2 separate regions of the Arachis hypogaea genome follow, and region 2 is linked to region 1. A link is a contact called in public Hi-C data. All regions are on one chromosome and are shown on one strand. Each heading gives the region's core, a stretch centred on a gene start, on an enhancer-like site or on the middle of the called end of the contact. The rest is flanking DNA. Distances are from core to core; before and after follow the strand shown.

What was found. Hi-C and Micro-C count contacts between places; a contact is called where the count stands out from the background.
Region 2: a Hi-C map of an unstated tissue shows a contact between it and region 1, with 6 times the contacts expected there. The contact joins the enhancer-like site here to the promoter of LOC112722623 in region 1. A contact is called at or near these places in 3 of 8 Hi-C or Micro-C datasets (leaf and an unstated tissue).

The regions. Positions count from the first base shown.
Region 1 is chr11:130,344,937-130,348,926 of arahy.Tifrunner.gnm2.J5K5, reverse strand. It overlaps LOC112722623 (dof zinc finger protein DOF5.4), which reads left to right and starts at 1,630. Exons shown (of 1, transcript XM_025773717.3): 1 at 1,630-3,266. The coding sequence starts at 1,893. The coding sequence ends at 2,843.
Region 2 is chr11:130,533,545-130,537,107 of arahy.Tifrunner.gnm2.J5K5, reverse strand. No RefSeq gene overlaps it. Among protein-coding and RNA genes, the nearest start is that of LOC112722625, 37 kb to the left of the region's middle. Within about 2 kb of position 1,952, at least 2 of the 3 cell types and tissues checked have open chromatin away from gene starts, as enhancers often do.

The sequences.
Region 1 (3,990 bases), core at 381-2,880:
TGCCAGGTGAATTTCTTCATAAAATTAGTCTTTTATGATTGTGATGTATTTATGATTTGATATTTATGATTGTGATATATTATTCTTTTTTTTATGTTAGGATCAATGGTGAAAATCTTATGGTTGTGGAGCGCCAAATTTGCAAAAGTTGGTGATTCGTATTTTAAGCCAAACTTGTAGTTCTTCAGGTTGTGAGCGTAATTGGAGTATTTTTGAACACATTCACTCAAAAAGAGGAATCGATTAGAGCATAAAAAACTTAATGATATTGTTTATGTTCATTACAACTTATAGTTACAACAAAGGTACTTTCTTAATTATTTTAAGTTCAAAGCATTATTTTCAAATTTTAATCATCATAAGAGTAACGGAGTATTTTGATAACATAGGAACCAAATGAGAAAGCAAGTTTATGATTCAATTTGTCTTGATGCATTTGAGAATAATTCGAAATGGATATTGGAAGATTCACCACCATTTTTAACTCCTGAAGAAGTTGATGCTTTACAAAATGATCTTGCAAATATGTCTCTTCAATTACCTTTAGATGATTTAGGTATTTTTTTATTTATTTATGAATTATGATCAACTATGATTTTGGTATGCTTTATAATATATTTTATATTACTTTTGATCTTGATTTGTGAAACGTTATCTATAATGCTAGATCAATTGGATTTAGAAAATGATCGGAATGATGATAGGGCTAATAATTCTATGAAAAATGCAAATCAAAATAAAACCAATCAGGATGTAGCTCCACATTTGTCAAACGAATAACAATACCCCGACTTTGAAATTACTCCTTGGATATAGTTCATAGATTGTTATTCTTATTGTGTCTAATTAAGATACTATTGTAGTAGTACTAACTAATTTCATGTTTATCTTTGTATTAGTTATCTTTAGAATTTGAGACTTGGTTGTTCTTAAAATGGTGAAGATATGGATTTGAACTTTTTAAAATTTTTTACTATTTTTTATTTACGTGGAACCGGTTTTATCGATTCAACCAGTGATTTATCGATTGAACTAGTAAACTAGTAACCTGACTAGTTTGATCACCGGTTCGATTCTTACGACTATGCTTCTACCTTTAAGTACTAATTATATACTAAAAATTTAGATTATTGATATTATTTTAATTGTATTTTTTATAATAATACACATATCTCGTTTACACTACAAACGAAATAATTATGAATGTATCTCATTTATATAGTAAGAGATATGTGTTTTTTATTTCAAACTCCAAATATCTCATTTACAAACAAAGTAAGCTAAATTATGTAAATTGATAAATATGTTATAAATTACATATTTTGATAAATAAAATAATTAAATTATTTATTTAAAAAAAATCCTAAATAAATCCATCACTGAAATATCGATCATTTACTTTATTAAATTTATCTGTACGGAAGGTGCATGAGCTGCATGTAAAATCTGTTACAGCAACTGTTCCACGCTGGCAGCTCGAATTCCAAGAAGGCAGCCAGTCCATTACGGGCACCTGCGACAGTGGAGGATATTTTCGGCATTTAAGAAACTAGTCCCCAGTCCCAGTGGCTGAAATGGTAGTTCAGCCAACATTAAAGGGTTTGTTGGTCAATTCCCCTCTTCAAATTAAAAAAAAATAAAAATAAAAATCCAAAGAGATGAAAGAGCATTACATGGATATTTGTCAGTCACCAGACTCATAATCAAAATCACAACACAAACCACTCCTTCCTTTTCTTTTATTTTCTTCTCCAATCTCCACTCACTGTTCCACATGCACAAGTTAACCCACTGACACACTCCAAATTCTTCTCCCAAACAAAACCTCACTTCCTTCTTCAATTCCCTTATTATATTTATTACTTTCTTCTTCTTCTTTTTCCAACGCCCAAATGCAGGAGATACATTCAATGGGAGGCACCAGGTTCTTCGGCGCCGCTGCTGACAGGAGGCTCAGGCCACACCACCACCACCCTCACCAGAACACCGCCACCAACTGCCACCAGCAGCAAGCACTTAAATGTCCCCGTTGTGATTCACTCAACACCAAGTTCTGTTACTACAACAACTACAACCTCTCCCAGCCACGCCACTTCTGCAAGAACTGCCGCCGCTACTGGACCAAAGGCGGCGTCCTCCGCAACGTCCCTGTCGGTGGCGGTTGCCGCAAGTCCAAGCGTTCCAACGACAACAAGACCGCCAAAACCAGCAAAAATAATAATAGTAATAATAATAGCGCCACCGCAACTTCCTCCGCGGAAACGCCGCCGCAAACGACGTCGTCTCAGGCTCCACCGACGGACCAGAACTCCAATTCTCACTCCAGCAGTGAGAGCTCTAACCTCACCGCGGCGGCGGCGGCGGCGACCATCGGCACGACGGAGCTTAACTCTGATTCTTCCAAGTTGTTGATCCACGAGAATAACAACAACAACGCTTCCTCGAACCCTAATTTGGAGAGCGGTATTTTCTCTGAGATAGGGACGCTGACGAGCTTGATGGTTTCTTCCTCTTCGAACAACGATGCATTGGCGTTTGGATTTGGAGGTGGTGGTGTTGTTCCTGATGCGACGTCGTTTCAGTGGCATCAGCAGCAGAAGTTGCCGGAGAATCTGAACGGTAGTGGTGGGAGCTTGCTGGATCATCATGGACACGGTAGTACTGTAACCGTTGATTTGTCGGCACTTCCGAGCAAGACGGGAAACGGTGGATTTGGACCGTTGGATTGGCAAGCTGGTGTGGATCAAGGTTTGTTTGATCTCCCCAACTCCGTTGATCATGCTTACTGGAGTCAAACTCAATGGCCTGATCACGATAATTCTAATCTCTTTCATCTCCCCTGAGAATGCCTAAACAAATTAAATATCCTCTCAAAATCTCACCTCTTTTTTTTTTAATTTTATTTTTAAATATAACTCTTATTTTTATAACGTGCAAAGTAAATTTGGAATCAAAACTAAAGTTAGAAGAAATTGAAAAGAATGAAAGAAGATGGAAGGGGTTCGTATAATTAATCATCTGATGTATATTTTTTTTTCCTTTTTTAATTTGGGAGGTGATTGGGCTTGATTTTAGTTAGTGATGTGCATGCTTAACTAACTTCCATGTTAGTTTTGTCTGTTTTTTTTAATATAATTTTATTTTGAGTTTATGCTTATATATATGTATGTAATGTGGAATTTGATTGACTAGAGAAACAGAGAATATATATATATATATATATATAGAAGCAGTGTTTTAATAGCGATTTAGTGATTATTTCTTATGTAGCTGTTTCTTTGTTTATTTAGTTTGTAATCTATCATTATTTGGCATTTGTTTTGAGCTTGAGATTTGAATCTTTCCGTACGTATCAGTGGGTATATGAATATGATGAGTTACATACTTACAGGTCACGGTTAATTAAAATATGATAATTAAATGAGATTTGTTTAATAATCTGGTATTAAACAGAGAACTAGCACTCTTGTATTTTGGTGGGGGCAGGGCTTGCATTGCATGCGCGATGATGAGTGTTTTGAGCGCGCGTGAGAGAGAGAGGGACACGTGGGAGTGGGTGAGAAGAGAAGAATCCTTGATGTTTAAGATGAGATCAGAGTCGGTTATAGTTTGGTGTGTAATGAAATTCTCCTCCTTGTATTAGAGCATGTAGTAGTAGGTTTTAGCTAAAGTTATTACTACGGTGTTGGTGTGAGGGGCATGCAGCGAGTTCCAAATTAGAATGATGGATGGAGTGGGTAGATGGATAAGATGATGGAGTGCTGGGTGGGAAGGAGAGGAGAGGAGAAGAAGGAGGAAGAAGAAGCGGTTATTCATGATGCAGGTGGGTGGGTTGTGGGGTCCCCCCAGAAACCTCTGAGCTTGTGTTATGCACTATGCACTTCTGACACAGCAACCAAAGAAACTACCATGCTGCTGCACATTTTATGATATCATCCCGGCCCATTCCCCACCACACTGTTTTTTCCACTTCCACATAACTAGCTCTTT
Region 2 (3,563 bases), core at 703-3,202, 190 kb before region 1:
ACCGGGCCGACTTCGGGTGACCCAAGCTATGGCCCGGACCAGACCTGAAATAATGATCGGGTCTATTTTTAAGACCCTTACCCGGTCCTAAACCGGATGAAATCACACCAAATTAGCCCCTAAAGTGTTCGGGACCGGACCGGACCTTCGGGCCGGGCCGGGTCTGTGCACCCCTAGACCATAATATCATTGTACAACACAAATTAAAAGTAATTTTAAACTACAATATACCACACAAATAGGTAAATGACTTGAGTAAGTTCAAATACGGAACTTTTTTTATTTATACATACATGATAACACTATGGTCTATGAATGTTTCATGACTAACATATCATATAAATTTCCGAATTATGAGCACTTGTTAATGGGAGTTAGAGGGTGTGGTGGTTTGTGTCCACAATGGTTGCCTTCTTACGATGACACCTTGTAGGAAGAAAAAGAATTGTTGTAAAAACTACGCAAAAGAGTAATTGGTAAACAAATGATATTTTCTTCTAGTATATATGGTCTTTTATAGTAGTAAAATAAAAATAGAAAGAATAAAAATTTTTATTTTTATATTAGGAATAGAATTTGATATATTTATCCTAATAAAATTAAATAATTAATTAGTTATAATTCATGTATTTAAATAAATAAAATAAAAATACTTTTAAAAATTAATCAAATCAATTAATTGATACAAATAATTAGTATAATTGATTTTATTTGATTTATTGAATTCAAAAAAATAAATTAGGAAATAGTCGATTGAATTAATTAGTTGATATAATTAATTTATTATAATTGATTGGATTTAATGAATTAAAAAAATAAATAGAAAAACATAAGAGACAATAATTTACTTAACTAAATTAATCTGTATTTATTGTATTTAATCAAAATAAGTAACAAATCCTCTATGCCATATAAATTAATGAATTAAAATAATCGATATAATAAATTATAATTAATTGATTGATATAAATTATAATAAATTATGTGATATTTAAATATATAATCAAATCAATTAGTTAATATAGTTAGTTTATCGTAATAACTTGTATTTAATGAGTTAAAAGAAATAAATTGAAAAATACTCTAAAAAACATGTCACGTCAACTCCATCATTAAGTACAGAAACCTGATTTTTATATAATAGAATAGATAGATACATTAAATATTAGTTTTATATAGTTATAATAAAGTTATTTTCTTAAATTAGTATAATTATGCATTATTCATTAAATACTAATTGTAATATTGTAATATAATTATAATAAAGATATTTTTCTAAAATAAATTTATTTAGAGAAATATAAAGTGGTTATTAATAACCGGTGCCATTATCATATAATTATCATATCATATTATTATTATTATTATTATTATTATTATTATTATTATTATTATTAAAATACATAAAAATATTTTCGATTGATAATTGATAAGTAATTTAATAATGTATTGAATATTGATTTTATATAATTATAATAAAAATATTTTTTTAAATTAGTATAATTATATATTATTATTTAAATATAAATTATAATATAATTATAACAAAAATATTTTTTTAAAATAAATTTAGAAAAAAAATAATGCATTTATTTGTTGGAAAAATGAATTCAGGAAGAATTGATATCTCATTTTTATTAGTGAGACGAAAACTAATTTTAATATATTAAGTAGAAGTTGATGATAGATGATGTATGAAGTATAATTGATTGAATTGAATGAAGAATGATTTGGTTGGCCTTCGAGAAGAAGCTAAATTCCCGGAACTTTTTGAAGGAGGATAATTGTCAGTTTGTCATGTCCTGTGATGCATTAGTACGAAGAGTGATCAATGATCATAATGTGTTTTATTTATTTGTGACATTTTATTCGACGATAATAACGATGCTATGCTTTGTCGTTGTTCCATTTCAAGATGTCAAAAGTGGGTCTGTTTCCTTTTGGTCCATCAGGCCCACAATATATAATATCACAACCCAGTTACTGCTAAGCTTCCATGACTGAAGGAAATGTCAACATCCTGACCAAAAACAGAAAGAAGGAAATGTCAACACAAAAAAAAAAAAAGGAAAAAATGTTTTCCAATCAGACCCAAAAAATATTAAAAAGAAAGTCTTCAAGATGTTAAGGTAACACAATTACACCAACCGAGACTTTATTGAGCTTTTTGGACCTAGATCAGTATAGTAGTATTGGAGAAGGCTTATTAGAGCCTTTTCGGGAGTGATATGGATTATGGATCCTTAGCTATGAATAAAGTCTTAGGCCTATTGCCCCTCGGACCTAGATAGAAACACTACTATTGTTGAATATTTTCTGATATTATTCAATCTTATCTATTCTATTGTCTAATGAGCATACAAGGGATTTGTAAATCCCATTCTCTTGAAGTATTGTTTAGGTGCAAAACGAAAAATAATACCTTGATTGTGTCGGGAATTTGTAGGAAGTTGGGTTTCTTGAACTTTTTTTGTGTGGATCCTAGGGGATCGACATGAGGTTTGGTGTTGGCATGAAAGGACGAATCAGATATTACAGTTCGACATCAAGAAGAATTTATGATTCAATTCTCATGGACTGACCGCAGACTCCAAAAACAATGGGAGGTGGTGGCTGTTCATCTTCATTGTGAGGAAAATCGGAGGAAGGAGCAGTTTGGCAAAATTTTGGAGATTATTCACCGCTCAGGTCAATATTCTATAGTGATAGGAGATTTTAATGCCATCTCAGAATACCACGAGAAAGATGGGGTCGTATGAAGATAAGAAGCTCTATTGAGGCTTTCAATAATTTCATTAATGAAGGTGAGTTGGTGGACTTGGGGTATATTGGAAGCAAATTTACTTGGAGCAATAAACAATTTGGTGAGAATTTTGTTAGAGAAAGGCTGGATAGATGTTTGACCTCAACACATTTGAGGTTAGAGTACCCGAAAGCAACAATCACCCACTTGGAGGATACTGGTTCAGATCATCGTCAACTTCTATTATATTCGAACAGCGAAGAAAGCAGGAATAAGAGGAGATTTCGGTTCCAAGAGAGGTGGTGTGACAGCGAGGATGTATCAAACACTGTGAAAGAGGCATGGCAGACCCAAATAAATGGATCTCCTATGTACAAACTATTTTGCAAACTGAAAAAATGTCGCCATATGCTTGTGGAGTGGCAGAAAAGCAGCAGAAGCAACTCGAAGACACTCATTACTGATATTAAAAACAAGCTGGAATAGGAGAATGAGAAAGGGAATGGCGCGGATAAGAGACAGATTCATAATCTAGAGGGTGATCTAACAGATGCGTACGAGAAGGAAGAGCGGTATTGGCGGGAGAAGTCAAGGGTTCAATGGCTGAAATGGGGGACCAAAATACAAAATTTTTTCATGCAAAATTTCAGAATAGAGCCAGAAAAAACAAGATTCAAAAGCTGTTAGATGACTCGGGTAACTACAAATCCGATCAGGAAGAAATAGCTCAGATTGCACAACAGTACTTCATCGAACTCTTCTCAACTTCTAACCCAAGTTCAGCCATGGAGAGTATAGAGGACATGGAGGTAATGGTCGA